Regions from separate parts of the Acanthopagrus latus genome. Here region 1 is linked to region 2. The links are chromatin contacts, called in public Hi-C maps. All regions are on one chromosome and are shown on one strand. The core of a region is the stretch at or near the end of the contact, and the rest is flanking DNA. Distances in the headings are between cores, read along the strand shown. Region 1 holds the start of LOC119015099. Region 2 holds the start of anos1a (anosmin-1a).

Region 1 (2,700 bases), core at 173-2,672, 770 kb before region 2:
CATGGAACCTCTGAAAGGCATTGATTGATTGCATGTCGCCCACTTTTTACTGCAATTACCTCCTTAAAAGAAACGGTGCCCCTGCAAAACACAGCATGTCAGAAGTGGGATTCGAACCCACGCCTCCAGGGGAGACTGCGACCTGAACGCAGCGCCTTAGACCGCTCGGCCATCCTGACTTAAAACCTATTGCTTTTTCAGGGGAAATTGCGAAACACACGCGCGGATGGTACAGTACATCTGCCATCATGTAATACATTACAGCATTGAGGATCAGCTTTTCAGACCATGTTAGCCAGGCGAACTGTCCCAATGGCATTTCAGGTAGTAGAAAGTCGAAGAAACACTCACAAAAACACGAATGACGGTTCATTCGAGCCTCCAGTGGCAGCATGCTGGACTTTCGATGATGAGCACAGACATGCAGATGCGGCAAATTCAGTGAAAGCTCACGTTTGTGGTAAGAAGGAGATTTGTGTGCACAAATCATCTAATTCTTTCCTCCTCCTCTATCATATATGGAATCCAAAGGGTCTGCGGTTGATTGGACGACAGAGAACACCTGACCTTATCGGGACTTACATACCTGGAACAACTGCGTTGCCACCTTCTCGTTTTTCCACAGTGAATGTCCACAAAGCCCTGTAACAGTTAAAATCAGGTCCCACCGAGATTTGAACTCGGATCGCTGGATTCAGAGTCCAGAGTGCTAACCATTACACCATGGAACCTCTGAAAGGCATTGATTGATTGCATGTTGCCCACTTTTTACTGCAATTACCTCCTTAGAAGAAATGGTGCCGCTGAAAAACACAGCATGTCAGAAGTGGGATTCAAACCCACGCCTCCAGGGGAGACTGCGACCTGAACGCAGCGCCTTAGACCGCTCGGCCATCCTGACTTGTTTTCCATTGTTTTTTCAGGGGAAATTGCGAAACGCACGCGCAGATGGTACAGTACATCTGCCATCATGTAATACATTACAGCAACTGTGCTTTCACATGTCAGTGCTCAACTATTACAGTATTGCAGCCTCATCCAGTGAAGAGCTGCGCTGACAATACATGCAGGCACACATTCCTGCTGGATTCATTCGTAGTCTATTTAACTTCTTTCTACGAATCCCTGGCGGATTTCAGACATCCGGCTCGCGGCGCGTCTATGTTCTGAACCAAGGCAACACAGGGCCTCCCAACCAGGCCGTAAAAACTGAAAAGTGCTTTTGGATGAGATGTTAAACGTCATCAAGATCCTTGTTAACGCCACCTGTGGCGCAGATCCCAATTGAGGATCAGTTCTCAGCACACGTTAGCCAGGAGAACCATCACAATGGCATTTCAGGCAGTAGAAAGTCACCTGGCCTTACCGGGACTTACATACCTGGAACAACTGCGTTGCCACGTTCTCGTTCTTACACTGTGAATGCCTACAAAGCCCTGAAACTGTTAAAACCAGGTCCCACCGAGAGTTGAACTCGGATTGCTGGATTCAGAGTCCAGAGTGCTAACCATTACACCATGGAACCTCTGAAGGACTTCGATTGATAGCCATGCAACGTGATGTTCCGTCTTTCTCCTCTACTACAAAGAAGGCATGCAACAGTAACAAAGTTAGCAAAAATGCTAACTTGCTAACAACAAAAATGCTAACTTTAAGCACTAACTTACTTTACTTGGTTGGCTCACACTCGAGAGCAGCTGTGGGAAATGCCCACGTTATCCACTGTTCTCAAGGAAATGCCACAAACAATTAATCCGCCATAAAAAAAAAAAACAGAAATGAATCATGTTGCACATTCTACAGGAGTTATGTCACAAACTGCCAACACGCATGATGCCCACTTTTTATTGCAATTACCTCCTCAGCAGAATCAGTTCTTCCGAAAAACACAGCATGTCAGAAGTGGGATTCGAACCCACGCCTCCAGGGGAGACTGCGACCTGAACGCAGCGCCTTAGACCGCTCGGCCATCCTGACTTACATACTACTATTTTTTCAGGGGAAAATTGCGAAACGCATGTGCAGATGGTACAGTACATCTGCCATCATGTAATACATTACAGCAACTTTGTTTTCACATGTCATTAGTATACACACATTATTCACAGCATTTATAGTGCAGAATTAAAATCATGTTTTTCTGGATTAGCAGTTTACATATCGGTATGTTGATGATTTTTGTAAATGTTTTCCCGTACAGGGGAATTGTCAAGCTAAATAGAGCAAAATAGATTTTAAAAAGGAATAAAATAATTTTTCCAATCTCATAAACTGAGCAGGGTCCGCCCTGGTTAGTATTCAGATGGGAATGCTGTAAGCCCCTTGACCCCTCTCTACAGACACCAGAGGGTGCTGCAGCTTTATACTGCTGCTCCACTCCAAGTCACTGGGAATTCAGATATTTAACTTAAGTACATTTTTAGATTTTTATTGTTAAGATACTTTATACTTTCTTTTAAATATGCAGTTGTTTAAAAAAATATAATGCATACATGAAAATACTGCATCAGTGTTAATAGAATCCAATGATAATTACTTTGTATTATAGTCTGTTAAATGTAACGCAACTGATTTTAATACAGGATTCTCACCCAGGAGATTTCATTTCCCACTATGACTGACTTGTCATTTTCACACATGTTTGCTTACTATTTTCCATTTCAGATTGCAACCATAGTCTAGTTAGCTTTAGGCAACTAA
Region 2 (2,700 bases), core at 154-2,653:
TTGGTAAGGTCATTGCAGATTACTCTCACCAGTGATTCCTCAGACTGGTATGGAAGAGTCTGGATTTGTTATGTTTCTACCGCTATTTACTCAAGGTTTTTTTTTTTCCCTCCCTGAATGAATTACGGTGAATAAAAAAAGGTGCCTCAATCATAGTGAAGCTCTTGACGCATGTTCATGCAGGAAGTTGTACAACGCCACCTGGGGGACTTTCAACGGTTAGTCCCAGAGGAGATCTCTGATTGGCTGATATTTACAGTGCTCTCTTGGACAGATCTGTCCAATTAACACCAAAGTTTTTTTTTTTTCTCGATCAAATACAGATTCTGCATTCATGCTTACTTGTCTCTTTCCCGACTGAACTGTATTTGACATTTTCGAAACTGAATACCAGCCCCAGCAAACTGCCACACGCAGCTGCGCACACGATGAGTCATTTACACTGTCATAGTGTGTTGTTTTTATTTGCGAAACGGTAAGTCGAGCCCGCGGCGGGGAGCTCCCAGGGATTTCCTTCTTTCCTGTTGTGGGTGGACCACCAGAGCATCAGCTCCACACCGATCTGGAGACACTCGCTCCGTTCGCGGCGTATTTTCGGAACACCCCAAGCAGAGGCAAACCAAAACAGAGAGACACTGCGGGGATTTTAGTCGCGGGCTCCTTGTTAGTTCCTCCAGTGAGTAAACTGAGAAGGGTTCAGTCAGCTGGGTCAAAACGCGTTCGCAATTGGGTCCAATTCTATTGGATTCTGAGAACACCTTATTGCCCTCTAGTGTGTGAGACGGACCGTGTAGCGGTGTAATGAACCTGACTCTGAATCAGAGAGGTAAAAACTCTCAGCTGCAAAGGCTCATTAGGCCAAAGACACAGTACTATAAAACCCGAGAGGGAGAGAGAGAGAGAGAGCACAACAAGTATGAGTGTGTGTGTTTATGAATGCGATGCGGCTGGGGGAAAAAAATAGGCATCTCGTTAACACGGCAGGATGCTCCAGCAGCACAAGCGGGGCCCCTTGTGCCAGGCATGAGAGAACCAACAACCCGAGGAGGATCTCTTCAGAGTTTCCGACACGTCATGCTTTCTCCTGTCCCTGGGCAAGGAAAGCAGCGGTGCCCTTCCTGCTTCTGCGAGATATGTTTGCGGTTGGCTTTAATAGAGGAGTCCATAAAATGCTGTTGTTTTGCAGCTACTGGTGAGCGCTGCAGCTGGAATCCCCTGGAAAATACGTCGCCTGCATCCTCCTGAAATGAGTAGCGCTAAAAAAAGAGAACACTCTCACTCTACTGGGAAAAAAAAAAAAAAAAATGTTCCACCTGTCTCTTTGAAACAACTCAGTTCACCCACATAAACTTCTCCTTAAAGGACTAATTCATACTAAAACCACTGGATAGATGCTGTAAGTCTTATGAAATATCATAACATAACAGGTATTGCTAATACCTAAACATTCTTATTGGACGTTTCAGAGCTTGGATGCCTGTCTGTACATGTAATGTTATCTGAATGGATGTTTGTGCCGGAATAGGAACATTTTTTTTTAAAAAAAATAGCATCTGTGTTGAGTTCAAATCGTCGTCTCGGGAATAACAAAACCCAGGACATAAAGCCCCGTCGCAGACAGTAGGTCCATCGCTTACGATCAATATCACTTACACTTATTTTTTAGATCTTTCCTAAAAGAAGAGAGCACATTTTCAATTGACGGGCCCAGCCTGGCCCGTCAGGTTGCAATAGGTTTGGGTTCAAATTTGAAGAAGAAGAAGACTGAAGCATTAGCAGATTTTTGCTTCAATTGAGGATTAGCCACTGAAACTAAGCCTGGTTTGGGTTATTTAATTGACTAATAAGCAAATTTGCTCCTACAGTCACTGAAGAAATACAGGAAAAAAGTTGAAATGTTCACACATTTATTACCGGATACAAATGAGGTCAGGTCAGAGCTGTAAGGAGCACTGTTGCAGCCTGGTTGTTTTTCTGTTTTCTCTGTTATTCCCCCCCCCCGGGATTCAGAGTGCAACACCACTCGGAAACAGAAAATCCCAGGACTGTTATAAACCGTCAGGGGTCTTGTAGGCGCTGACTCATCACATCACACCAACGCGATGTGTTGAAACTTGTATGCTGAAGCGAACACGTATGTAACACTGCAGACACCGCTCACCCTGCTACACGCCTCTCCACCATCAACACGATTTATTTTAAGGTTAAAAAGTGACATGATGTTGCTGTAAAGTGCCCTGAATGAAATCCTGCTCGGGGCTCCAAAAAGGTTTCCAGTCCTGCCTGTTCTTAGTAAAAGTATTCATGGTAAAAAAGTTACCCAAAAGTTAATCTATTGCTTTGGTAAAAGCATATGTTTACATGTAATATGCTGTGTACAATACACTCCAGGCTGGCAGATTATTAGATCTGATATTCAGCATTTTTCTGATCATCCTGCTTTTTCCTTCTCCCCTTTATTTAATGATCAGACTGATTAATTCAATTTAACCGGGGCTGCTTTGGCTCTGAGCAAACATTCCTCCCTGTCACTGATTTTTTTCCCTTTCCATATATCGGGAGTTTAACCTGCACAAGCTGCGAGTTGAGTGAAGTGACGGGGTTTTAAAAACCTCTCCGCATCCTGACCCTGCCCGCGTGTGGACGCCTCGATCCCTCTTGCTCCTCCCTCGGCTATAATAGTTCTTGTTAAAGTGGACT

The links. A called contact is a pair of places that touch in the nucleus more often than the background predicts.
Region 1: a contact with region 2 is called in a Hi-C map of muscle, with 18 times the contacts expected there. The contact joins the promoter of LOC119015099 here to the promoter of anos1a in region 2. A contact is called at or near these places in 2 of 4 Hi-C or Micro-C datasets (both in muscle).

What each region holds. Positions count from the first base shown.
Region 1 is chr24:2,621,026-2,623,725 of fAcaLat1.1, reverse strand. LOC119015099 reads right to left here and starts at 1,422. Exons shown (of 13, transcript XM_037090753.1): 1 at 1,381-1,422. It overlaps trnal-cag (a tRNA gene), which reads right to left and starts at 1,977; the gene lies at 1,895-1,977. It overlaps trnaq-cug (a tRNA gene), which reads right to left and starts at 1,525; the gene lies at 1,454-1,525. It overlaps trnal-cag (a tRNA gene), which reads right to left and starts at 901; the gene lies at 819-901. It also overlaps trnaq-cug, trnal-cag and trnaq-cug.
Region 2 is chr24:1,849,066-1,851,765 of fAcaLat1.1, reverse strand. It overlaps anos1a (anosmin-1a), which reads left to right and starts at 1,403. Exons shown (of 14, transcript XM_037090392.1): 1 at 1,403-2,700.